Linked DNA regions of Rattus norvegicus: region 1 is linked to region 2. A link is a contact called in public Hi-C data. All regions are on one chromosome and are shown on one strand. The core of a region is the stretch at or near the end of the contact, and the rest is flanking DNA. Distances in the headings are between cores, read along the strand shown.

The links. A called contact is a pair of places that touch in the nucleus more often than the background predicts.
Region 1: a Hi-C map of Schwann cells shows a contact between it and region 2, with 5 times the contacts expected there. The contact joins two enhancer-like sites. A contact is called at or near these places in 3 of 12 Hi-C or Micro-C datasets (Schwann cells, liver and psoas muscle).

Annotation. Positions count from the first base shown.
Region 1 is chr4:128,499,174-128,502,215 of GRCr8, reverse strand. No RefSeq gene overlaps it. Among named protein-coding and RNA genes, the nearest start is that of Slc25a26, 93 kb to the left of the region's middle. Within about 2 kb of position 1,440, at least 23 of the 93 cell types and tissues checked have an H3K27ac peak or open chromatin away from gene starts, as enhancers often do.
Region 2 is chr4:128,194,447-128,197,207 of GRCr8, reverse strand. The region is part of intron 1 of Magi1 (membrane associated guanylate kinase, WW and PDZ domain containing 1); the gene reads left to right. Among named protein-coding and RNA genes, the nearest start is that of Magi1, 170 kb to the left of the region's middle. Within about 2 kb of position 1,442, at least 2 of the 93 cell types and tissues checked have an H3K27ac peak or open chromatin away from gene starts, as enhancers often do.

The DNA of each region.
Region 1 (3,042 bases), core at 191-2,690, 310 kb before region 2:
TCCCCTCCTTCTCCTCCTTCCCCTCCTCCTTCTCCTCTTTCCCCTCCTCTTCTTCTTCCTCCTTCCATGTGGGTGCCAGGGAGTTTGAACTCAGGTTCTTATGCTTGCATTGCAAGTACTGTACTGAGCCATCTCCCCAGCCTCAGAGATGAGACTTCTGGGGAGAGACAATGTCATGAGGGCGCTGCCTGTGTCTACAGATTCATCTATTAATGGATTTATGGATTTATAATTTTCTGGCATTATTTGGAATAGGTAGGGGGTATAAGTGGAGGAAGTGGACCAGGGGGATATGCCTTTGGAAGCAATCAATGTCTTGTCCCCAACTCTTCTTCTTATCTACTCCTGACCAGGGGCAGCGGGTAGTGACAAAAACTAGTAACACGGGACTCTGTGTGTGGAGGCCCTGTAGTTGGAAGGAGTTAAAACATTTAATGAGAACGCACTGGAGGGCAAGTCTGGTGCCAGAAGCCTCAGTAATTCTAGCTCGACAGAGTACATTTCCGTCACTACAGTTGGGAGGGAAGCACGGGAGAGGGCATGTATAGAGGAGCTGCAGGAGTGGGAGTGGGGACGAATTTGATCAAGATACATTGTATTTACGTATGACATTTTCAAGTAATAATCCTTTCAAAGAAAGAAAAAAGTTGCTGCAGTTTATAAAGGTCATAGTTGGATCTTTGGAGAGAGCTGGGAATCTACTGTGGGGCAGTGGGTGCCTTCCTCAGCCTCCTGCCTCTAGGCTCCCTCCATGTTCTTAACTGGCCCAAAGCACTTACTCAAATGACCCGGACACTGTAGCTAGTAATACTGGGCTAGCACTGTAGCTAGTAATACTGGGCTAGCACTGTAGCTAGTAATCCTGGGCTAGCACTGCACTTCTATTATCTTGCTGGCTTTCAGAACGAAGGCATAATTAAGAGGGATGTTGGGGAACATTCACACTGCACCCCTAGAGGTGAAATTATTGGACCCAGGCAACGTTTCCTGGCCATTACTCGGCGAGCAGCTCTGTCCCACTATGCCCTTGCCAGCCTCTGCCTTGTCTTAGACTTAAAAGCAGTGACTCTAGGCTGAGCTCTCTTGAGCCCACATCCATTTTCTCTTTTGAAAGCTTATTTTCTTGGGTCTTCTTCTTTCTTCAAAATAATGGAAAGTCTAACACAGAAACGTTGGGAGGCACCCAGAGTCCCAGCATTCATGCAGTCTGGTGTCTTCACTTTCTCTGTCAACGGTGCTCACCAGTCTTCTTGCACTGTTAGTGACTCTGCTTTGGGGAGTGATGGGAAATATAGATTTTTCACCTTTTGCTAATAGTCTCTGGTCTCCTGAATTCAATTTTCTCAAGCACTGGCATTGATTTTACAGTAACGCCTGTGGGATTTCTTCTGGCAGGCCTCATCTCTCTGACTCAGCCACCACCTTCGCACAGCTCTGAAAGTGTTGGCTGGGACTGAGCCTACTTCTTTGGCCTGGGTTTCTGCAGTTGCAAAGGGACCTGTCAACACAGACAGACACTTGACTCTTTCACCTACATGGTCCTTGTAAATGTTGTCTAGAGATAGTCTCGCCTTTTTCCAGTTCCCAGAATCGTATGACTATTAGAATTTTAAAAGGCCTAAGAGACACCCAGGCAGCCAGCAGTGATTACAGTGCAGGGCTATTCCAGCTCAGAGGCATCTGGGATATCTGAGCGACACATGAATCATTCTGACTCAGCCTCTGTTCAGACCTCCCTATTCCAAGGTTGGTACTCTCAGAAGCACACATCCTCTGCAGATGCAACTTGGCAAGCCTGGGATGAGGGTGTCACTTCCTAACTTAATACTTCCTAACTCAGATTGCATCCTACACCCCACATCCGCCCATCCTTCCAGTCACCATGTCAACAGATAGTGTGCGATCTCTGTTGCAGCAGAATGAACCAGGCAAAAATCTAGGAAGCACTTGGGGAATAGCAACGTGCTGTGTCGTCCTCCTTAAGAACTGTGAGTTACATTCTGATGTTACCAAGGTGGACTTTCACTGGTTTCATGCCAAAGAACAGACACCAATTTCACTTAGACATGTTAAACTTTGGGTCCCTTCTTCAAGTAGCATGGTGTTACAAATCACACCTAGACACAGAGCACAGAGAACTAGACCCCATCAGGAACACCCAGAGGGACTTTGCTTTAGCTTCTCGTCCTGCGTGAACATACCACCCCTGCATCACACTCTCCCCTCCAAGATGAACTGTACCCTCAAAATTCAAGGGAAATAAACTCCTCGACCCTTAAGCTGCTTTCGCTGTACATTCATCTGCATGCAGGATGGGCACTTGATTGCGTGGATTTTATTACTTTCTCCAAAGGACAATCAGAAAACTCTCCTATGACCTACCACAGAGAACAGGGGTGGCGCCTTCACTGCCTTTGCAATTTTCTAAAATGGTAAAGCACTACATTTTGGGACAGCATGTGTGGTGGTTTCAATATGCTTGGCCCATGGGAATTAGCACTATTAGGAGGTGTGGCCTTGTTGGAGGGGGTGTGTCACTGTGGGGATGGACTTTGAGGTCTCCATCCAGTGTGGAATTCCAGTCTTCTCCTGATCAAGATATCTAACCCTCGGCTCCTTCTCCAGCATCACGTCTGTCTGGAAGCCAGGCTTCCCACTATGACAATAAAGGACTAAACTTCTGAAACTGTAAATGTTGTCCTTTATAAGAGTTGCCTCGGTCATGGGGTCTCTTCACAGCCATGAAACCCTAAGATAAAAATTTATACATTGGATGCTTCCATTCACGTAAACTGTCCATGATGGGTAAATCTGTAAAGACGGAATGCAGACTCCCAGTTCCCGGGTGCCAAGAGTGGGAAGTGGAGCAAGCTTTAATCTTAACACTGGGAGGCAAAGGCGGGACAATCAGAGACTTCAAGGCTAGGCTGAGTCCGTAGTGAGACCCTTTCAGAAAGAAAGATACAGACAGGGAGGGAGGGAGAGGGAAGCAGCATTGTTTAATGATAATGGAGTTCAAAATCTATGCGTAAAAACATCTTG
Region 2 (2,761 bases), core at 193-2,692:
TGACTTTTAGGAAGTGATTGACTATAACAAGTGGATTATATGTCCTTTGATGGACTCATGTTGGGATTGGCATCATTAGGAGTTGCTGGTGAAAAATAAAAACCGGGATATAATTGGAGGAAGTAAGTCACCGGAGGAGGCTTTTGTTAGAGGCTGTACCTTGTCCCCTTCTACATTTCCTGGGCACCATGACTCATTATATACCCCTCCCCCATAATCTTCTGGCAAGCACACAGTGCTCAGCAGCTGGTGAACCCTTGAACCATGATCCAAAATAAATCTTTCTTCTCAAGTTATATGTCAGGTACTTTGACAGAGCGGTGAAAAATCTGATCAACAGAAATGACACAAGTGTAAAGAGACTTTTTTGGGAGAAGACCGGTGTATTTGATTTTCACTTGCAGTGAGAAGGCAGAGAAGGCTGCTGTCACCCAGGACTGGGAGCAGCAAAGTTCCTGGTCCAGAATGAAGCAGAGAGAGGAGTTAGATGGAAATAGAGCTGGCCAAGCAACAGAAGTTGTCGTGACTTTGCCCATGGCACCCTGTGGTGCCACGAGGCAGCTTATGAGAAGGAAGGAAGGAAGGAAGGAAGGAAGGAAGGAAGGAAAGAAGGACAGAAAGGCATTTTGCTGCAGCTCAAAAAAATTCTGTCTGAAATTATGTTAGAATTGCACATGCACAAAATTCAAGAGCTAAACAAAATGAGAAAATGGGTGTGAATTAAATAACCTTTTATTACCTCCTCCCTTCACAGAGTGAAAATTGCAGTGTTGTAAAAAGGTAGTGCTGTTGCTTTGCTATGTCTTAAGACACCCAGGAGGGAAAATCAGCTACTTCCTGCTCTGTAGGATATAGCCCTATAACTCAGGGCTATGGCATTTGTTTCGATGTTGGAGAAATGGCCATAAAAATTTGATGGAGGCAGAGCAACTTCTGTGGTAGAGGTCTGAAGCAGGGACTGGAAAAACAAAGTAGAATGATCAAACTGTGCACAGTGATACTTAACTGGTTACATGCTAACATATTTAGTTGTAAGCATTTAGCTGTTGAAATATTTTATTACTATGATTCCTCTATGTCTGTATTATTAAACCAAACGATGACTTTTGAATTGAACCCTCGATGGCCCTCACACATTTCCAGTGGGGTTATGTGGAGCCATTGTGATTTGGTTGTTATTCACAGTGAAGTGCCTACCTCAGGTGCATATGCCATAGGTTCATGTGTTGGTTAAACAAGGCATAAAGGACTATTTCGTTCTTCTATTTTATAGAAGGTAAGATTCCTCCCATTTCCAGGGGTTATAAGGAAAGCTGAATAAATGCAATTACACAGAAGGAAATTAAATAAACACATGGTTAGTGGGGTGGTTTGGATGAGATATGACTCATATTCCAGGCATCTGAATATGTGATTCCCCAGTTAGTGACTTTGTCTTGGTAGGCTTCGGAAGGGTGACCTTACCGGAGGAGGTACGTTATTGCGGGCAGGCTTGAGTTTCCATGAGCCATATACGGTTTCTAGTGTGCTCTTTCTGCTTCCTGTTTGAGACTCACAGTGTGGATTCTGAGCGGCTCCAGCCTTCTGCTGCTGTTCTTTCTTGATCAGAAGCTCTGCGGCTGTAAGCTCAAAGTAAATCCTTCTCTATGTTGCTGTAGCCATGGCATGTATCAAACCTACAATCCTCTAATAATGCCTCAGCAATTATTGATAATAGAGCCTATTGGAGAAAATCAACGAGCTATTGAAAGTGTCAGTAAAAGTGGTAGACACCTACCAGAGTGGACGGATACGAAGGATACTCACCACAAGTATGAAAGATGACCCAGAAGCTGTCACTGAAGATTCTGGAGACATGGAAAATTCTGGAGGTCGCTCAATGGTAGAGCACTTGCCTAGCATGTGTGAAGTGTTGGGTTCAGTCCTCACCAGCAGGCCAACCGACCAACCAACAGCCCACAAGCGAAGCAAGTTCAAAGGGAACATACCAGGGACAACTCTCTCCATACCAGTGGTTCTCAACCGTCCCAGTGCTGTGAGCCTTTAATACAGCTCTCATGTTGCAGTGACCCTCACTATAAAATCACTTTTATCTCTACTTAATAGCTGTAACTTTGCCACTGTTCTGAATCATAAGGTAAATACCCGATTCGCAGGGTACCTGATGTGAGACCTCTGTGAAAGGGTTGTTTCGGGGATCACACAGGTTGAGAACCGCTGCTCTATACAGATCCGAGTAAGAAGACACGGAAGACTGAGCGGGGAAGCGCACAAACTACCTCACTCTAGTTTGCGTGGTTTATATGAGTAGCCTACAGTGTGAGAGCAGCTGTCTGTTGCACAGGCCTATTGCATTTCCTTTATGTGTACACCTGTCAGTGGGATTGTTGGCTCATATAGCGGTTCTCTCAATTCTCCTGAAGGAGCGAGAGCACCGTCTTCCATAATGGCTGTGCTAATTTATATTCGTAGGGTTCTCTTTGGTAATTGTTTTTCTGTCTTCTTGATAAGAGCCATTCTTCCCGGAGTTAACAGTTATGTTAACTTGTTGTGGAGGGCAGTGAGACATGTTGAGTGTATTAATATATCCAAGTAAGGGACTAACATAGAATTCATATAAATGCATGTACCAAATGCATGTCACGTTTTACTTTTGAAATTCTACTGTCGTCGTTTAGGTAGAGCTAATACGGGAAAACAGGTGATGGGTACGGAGGTCTTGTTTTTTTATCTTTATCATTTTCTCTGAATCTATGATCTC